Regions from separate parts of the Mus musculus genome. Here region 1 is linked to region 2. The links are chromatin contacts, called in public HiCAR-type maps. All regions are on one chromosome and are shown on one strand. Each heading gives the region's core, a stretch centred on a gene start, on an enhancer-like site or on the middle of the called end of the contact. The rest is flanking DNA. Distances are from core to core; before and after follow the strand shown.

Region 1 (2,804 bases), core at 228-2,727, 660 kb after region 2:
GTATCCATTGAAACTGTGTGATCTGCAACTAAACCAAGAATCTCTTGTCAATGCATCCATATTGTTACAGTTTTATGTTCCCTCTAACACTATTCCCTACCACTAGTTACATTCCCCCACAAACTCCAAAAATCTGCTTCTGTAGATTAGAACACTAAAGTTCTTTAGAGGTATAATATACCTTGTCATTGGTGACTTGTTGGACATACAAAGGTTGAAGACCGGCTGTAGTTCTAGATGGGTGAAGAGCATGGCTTCTGAGGGACATCATCATTGTCTTGCATGGCATATTTTGCAAAGACTGTCACTGTCAATTCTGTTGACTGTGCGGAATTAATTGCCCCAGGCAGGAATAGACAGGGCAATACTGCAAGGGGCAGGGTTGAGAGAGGCATCTGCCATTAAGAGTGGGGAAACTAAGGTTAAATAAAACCATTAGAGTCTGACAGTTCAGTCTTCTCTATCTCATTAGGGCTCCCCCCCATCTCCACCCCAAGGAACAAGATCACATCCTTTAAATTGGAAAGCCAGATACAGTTACCACCAAGACCAATAGAGAAATTCATCCTTATAATTCAGTTTCTCTAGAACTGCCCCTTGAATTGGGCAGTTATATAAAGGAAGAGAACTGATGGAATATATCCATATTATAAAACAGAGTTCACTAGATTGGCTTACAGGATAGAGGCTGGGTAGTCAGTCCAACATTGACCACCCAAATGCGGGAGCGGACAAAAATCCAGTCCTTGAAGCTGGATTTTTTTAGTAGTCCCAATCTGGTGCTGAAGAAAGACCTGAAGACTCTTGGAGAGTTTTTTGTCTTTAGACCTCTTTGGAAGACCAAAGAAGCTGGAGTCTGGGGTTGGAGAGATGATTTATTTCCTCTTGCAAAGAAGCCAAGTTTGGTTCTCAGCACCCACACACATTGGCTGGTTCTCAACCACCAGTAACAACATTTCTATGAGACCTAGCTACCTCTTCCAGACTCTATAGGCACATGCCTTCAACTACACACATCCAGTTCCCAACACACAGAAATGCACATAGTTAAAATGAAAATGGAAGATACTGGAATCTCTGGCAATGGCAACAGAGAACAGCAAGAAGCCTCTTCCTCACCCAGGCAATCCTTTCTGGGAACTCCCTTACCCAGAGGTGTCTCTTAGTTGATTCCAATTGGCAATCAAGATAATAATAATAATAATAATAATAATAATAATAATAATCTTGATAATATTATGTAGGCTCTTTATAGCATTAGGGTTTCCATGACTGAGTGTTCTCTTCCCAATTGTCACCCATGGGTAGAATAATTTTATGATTTCCTAGGAAGCAGACTGTGACCAAAGTCAACCTTCTGGTTATTCTTTTGAATGATTTGGGTGACAACTACCCCCAGGGTCTGGCTTGTGGAGAGCACACTTTTCAACGCCTCAGCTCACACACTGTGATGTGCTGAAATTCTTTGACTCCCAGTCTTTGAACTGATTGAGGGCATGGTGACACTGACATTTTTGCCTAAGGCTAGTGGTTGAGTCACCCTTTGAAACTAGCAGTTGGGTTATGATCCAAAGATGTCAACTGGCTGGTCACAAAAGTTTCCACAAGGATGTCATTAGGAGAAGTGACTTTCATTACTGGGTCTGGTGAGACAATGGGGCTTTGGAATCACAAGTGCTGTTTACAGCAGTTAAGCTCTGCCTGAGGCAGAGACACAGAACTTAACATTTTCCACATTTCATTTTTTCTTTACTAATTCGATACAAATATTTTAGTGGCATTGTGTTTGCTATGCAGGCATAAGTGCAGGTAGGAAGACAGAGGAGAGAGAAGGGGGTGGGAGGAAGAGGGGTAGGAGGAGGGAGAAGAGGAGGGAACAAGGGCTTTTATTGGTAAACAGAATGGAGACCATGGCCTGTATTATGCAAAAGAGGATAGGTGCTCTAGGGACTTGGGATATCTCCAGGTCAGACAGGGTCACCATGAACAAATAAGAATTTCAGCTGTGTTGCCAAAGACAGCTGTCTTTAATATTACTGTTGAAGAATGGGGAGGATGTGAAGGTTAAGAAGTGCATTAGCAAATGCAGACAGACAAAAAAGTTTGCTTTCAAAGAGGAATGGTCTAGGCTGTAGAAAGTGAGGGAGAAATTTGGGGAAAACATTCTCAGGAAGACACTTGACTTGTAGAAGTTTTGATAACTACAGAAAATAGACAACCACTGGTATTTCTGAGGGGCATGCTATGGTAAGAGCAAGGGACTGACATTTATTTACTTAACCTATGACAGTACAATGTGAAAGGGCTGCTGGATCCTGGTTTAGAGGCCATGGTTCTCAACCTGTGGGTTATGAACCCTTTAGTGATCACCTAAGATCATCTGAAAACACAGATATTTACATTATGATTCATAGCAGTAGCAAAATTACAGTTATAAAGTAGCAACAAAAATAATTTTGTGCTTGGGGGTGTGTGTCACCACAATGTGAGAAACTGTATTAAAGGGTAATAGCATTGGAAAGGTTGAGAACCACTTGTATAGATTAATGAGTGCTAATAATTAATTAGCTCTTTTGGTAATGTATTGCTTATCCTGGGAGAAAGAAAATGAAAAATCTGGTGACCAGAGTATTTATTATTATTCCTGCAAAATATTCAGATAAAACTTTCCTACTTTGCAAAAGCTCATTTATCTAGTGCAAGCAGAGATTATTTGTAGAATTTCTTTAACTATGCTTTTCATTGGTTAAACTGTATTTTAAACCAGTACTTTAAAACCCAGCTTCCTCTTCTGCAAACTGGGG
Region 2 (2,880 bases), core at 124-2,623:
TCGCATTCTTTGTTTTAAAGAAACTTACTTCACAAGACTTTTGTCTTGTTTTTGTTTGTTTGTTTGTTTGTTTTTTGGGTTTTGTTGTTGTTGTTGTTTTTGTTTGTTTGTTTGTTTGAGTTTTCTCACAAGGCCTCAGGAATCTCTCCTCACACAGCTTCATCCATGGCCCGTGTTTCCACGGTGGAGAACAGAAGCCTCTGAGATTTGCTAACCTTGCCGCCCTCTCTTCCAATCTGGTTCTCGTCCCTTTAAGTGAGCATAAGAAAACAAATCAAAACCAAACCAAAGCACCGTTTCTCCCCTTTCTAAGTTCAGGGTGTGAATCACTTCTCCCTGCCCTCTGCATTTCTGTGAATGTTTCCTAGATGGACTCAGTGGGCTTCCAGTAAAGACAAACAGCTCAGAGAGCAGATTGCACTCACACTCACAGCCTGAGTCCTGTGACCCAGACATTGGAACTCAGTGCCTAATATGGTAATAAGAGGAGCAGGAGAGGGAGCCGACGAGGATGCCAGACATGCAATGCATTGCTAAGAAATGTACGTGCACTACTGAAGAAACAGGGCGCTTGCTCCTTGATTTCCACGTTATGTAGGACATGAACTGTGAAGTTCTGAGAAAGAAGCCAGTGTTCCAGGCATCTGCCACAGGGAAAAGTTTATTTTCCCTTTGCTCTTCAGACATGAGTCGGCTTAATTCAGTTAGTGTTCAAATCAATGCTAGCATGGGATGGGAACTAAGAAATCATTCTTACAGCCAGCAGACATAGGTTTTCTGCCCAGTTCGACTGCCATTCAACTGTGAAACGCACTTTCTTCCTGGCGTGCCTTTTTCAGCCGTGAAGTGGCTGGATGCTGTGATCTCCAAGACATCTAACGTATCTGTTTGCTTTCCTTCTAATTTTGTCTGAGATAATTTCATTTCCTGTGGAATTCCCCAAACAAAGCATTTTCTAATTCTTCCAGATACTTTCTGTGACTTGAACTAAAAAGACAGAATAAATACTGGCTTTGCATTTCCATTGTGACTTCCTTAAGTATGTTTGGCAGACTGTTCCCTGTGCTTGGCAGAGCTTTTCTCGATCCTAGGCACATTATGCCTTTCTTCCACCTTGGTCCACCTCCTTTCCCCATTCTCTTATCTCTGGACAATCAGTGTGTGTAGGGAGGCATCTAGTACATGGCGCAGGTTTACACCACAGTTTTACACTAATTCAATGCAGCCTTTCCATGGCCTTGCCCAGTCATTGCTGCTCTTATCCATTCAGCCTGCTTTATGGGAGAAGTGGGGCCAGCAGGAGGGAGGTCCCACTGCTTCCCTGCACTCTACAAGATGGAACTGGGCATGAGAGAGTTTTCCAGGCAGGGACTGGATGAGTCACTGGGCTGTCACAGATGTTAAATAAGACTGAGAGAAGAATGGAGTGTGGTCATCTGCGTGTGAGGCAATGAAAGGCTTTGAATGCTTTCTGTCTTTATGGGTTCTGCAATCTGTTATCCCTAAGTGCTGTAGTCTTGTTACGGGCATCTGTGACTTACCCTTTTGGTAGATGGTTGTAGTCAACGCTGACCTCTCCCCATTCGCAAGGTGTATTTCTAACATAAGATAAAGGAACTTTCTCTGACAGAAGATAAAGGAAATTCTTGACAGATTTCCAGCCTTGTGGTTATTATATCGCAATGGCAGCTTGTCTATCCCAAGTAACTGTAGAAAGTTACTGCTCTGAGAAAGCCATAGGGCATTAGGAGTCCCCCTTTCCCTTGTTAAGGACCCTGCAGGAACTACATTTCCCTGTTACAGTTTAGGCTGGCTATAGAGCAGCCCCCTGGTCCTGGGAGAAAGGGGAGGGCAGAGATGAAGCTGTATAACAGAGGGGTTGCTTTGGAGAGATCGGGAGACAAGAGGTCTGTGTTCTGGGGAAGCCATGTCAGAGCTCACTCTTGAGTCATGCTTCATTCTCCAGATCCTCATTTCTCTGTCTGGCAAATACGATTGGTCCTTGAAAGTCTCTTCTAGCCCCAAAGCCTACAGATCAGTTTCTTTGTGTTTCATGTTGTTCCTTCTTGTTCAGCAGTACCAAGTGGATCGATTTGCATCAAATTGCCATTGTGTTCTTTAACACCAAACAGAGCCCAGACAAAGCCACACTTTTGCCTTAGGTGTTCACTGTAATATCGAGATCAGATTCTTCCGTGTAGCGTCTGACTCCCCTTTATCACCTAGTTCCAACCCATGGTGCTCGTCGAGGGCAACCGTTTGCTTGTCTGGGTGGCACCATCTTAAAGATGACCTGAGTGTGAGCACTTTGTGCTGTACAGTATAAAAGAATGAAGGCACTGAACACTGTGCATGTTGACTTCTTCTCAGGGCCAGAACCGAAGGGTAAAGAGCAAGCACGATTTCTGGGATTCTCTAGCAGTCTCTACAAATAGCTCAGAGGTAGACGTAGGGACACCGAGACCAGTGCATCTTCTGCTTCAGTAAAAGCATAAATTTTAATGGTTACAAATGCGTGGTGCTATTATGAGGAAACCACAGGAAAGACCAGTCATATAAACAGTAATAATTTATTGACCATGACTAATCCTTTGGGGAGTATGATAGATGACGTAGGCTTATAAGCGCTTTACAGTGGACTAACCCCTTCCACATTCAGTAATTCACCAGCTCTCTATACCTTGTCCATAAGGGTGGCAGGCTTGTGAGTGTTACCTTCATTTTACTAATGACCACAGTGAGGCTCAAAGAGAGCTGTTGGGCATTTGGTGAGAAGGTGGCAGGATGGAGAGTGTTTGTGGTTTTAGGCTGGTACCTTTATTTTTGTTTAAGGTTTAGCTTTCCTGATAAAGCAGCATGAGGGCCCACACTCTGGTGTGC

Evidence for each region. HiCAR-type assays count read pairs that join an accessible place to other places.
Region 1: a HiCAR-type map of fibro-adipogenic progenitors shows a contact between it and region 2, with 3 times the contacts expected there. The contact joins two enhancer-like sites. A contact is called at or near these places in 1 of 484 Hi-C or Micro-C datasets (bone marrow-derived macrophages) and 1 of 115 datasets of contacts at active chromatin or transcription factors (fibro-adipogenic progenitors).

The regions. Positions count from the first base shown.
Region 1 is chr16:25,156,909-25,159,712 of GRCm38.p6, forward strand. All of the region lies in intron 1 of Gm32196 (a long non-coding RNA gene), which reads right to left. Among named protein-coding and RNA genes, the nearest start is that of Gm32196, 20 kb to the right of the region's middle. Within about 2 kb of position 1,478, at least 10 of the 459 cell types and tissues checked have an H3K27ac peak or open chromatin away from gene starts, as enhancers often do. A contact at or near this core is called in fibro-adipogenic progenitors, where this site is marked.
Region 2 is chr16:24,494,283-24,497,162 of GRCm38.p6, forward strand. All of the region lies in intron 3 of Lpp (LIM domain containing preferred translocation partner in lipoma), which reads left to right. Among named protein-coding and RNA genes, the nearest start is that of Gm24440, 89 kb to the left of the region's middle. Within about 2 kb of position 1,374, at least 100 of the 459 cell types and tissues checked have an H3K27ac peak or open chromatin away from gene starts, as enhancers often do. A contact at or near this core is called in fibro-adipogenic progenitors, where this site is marked.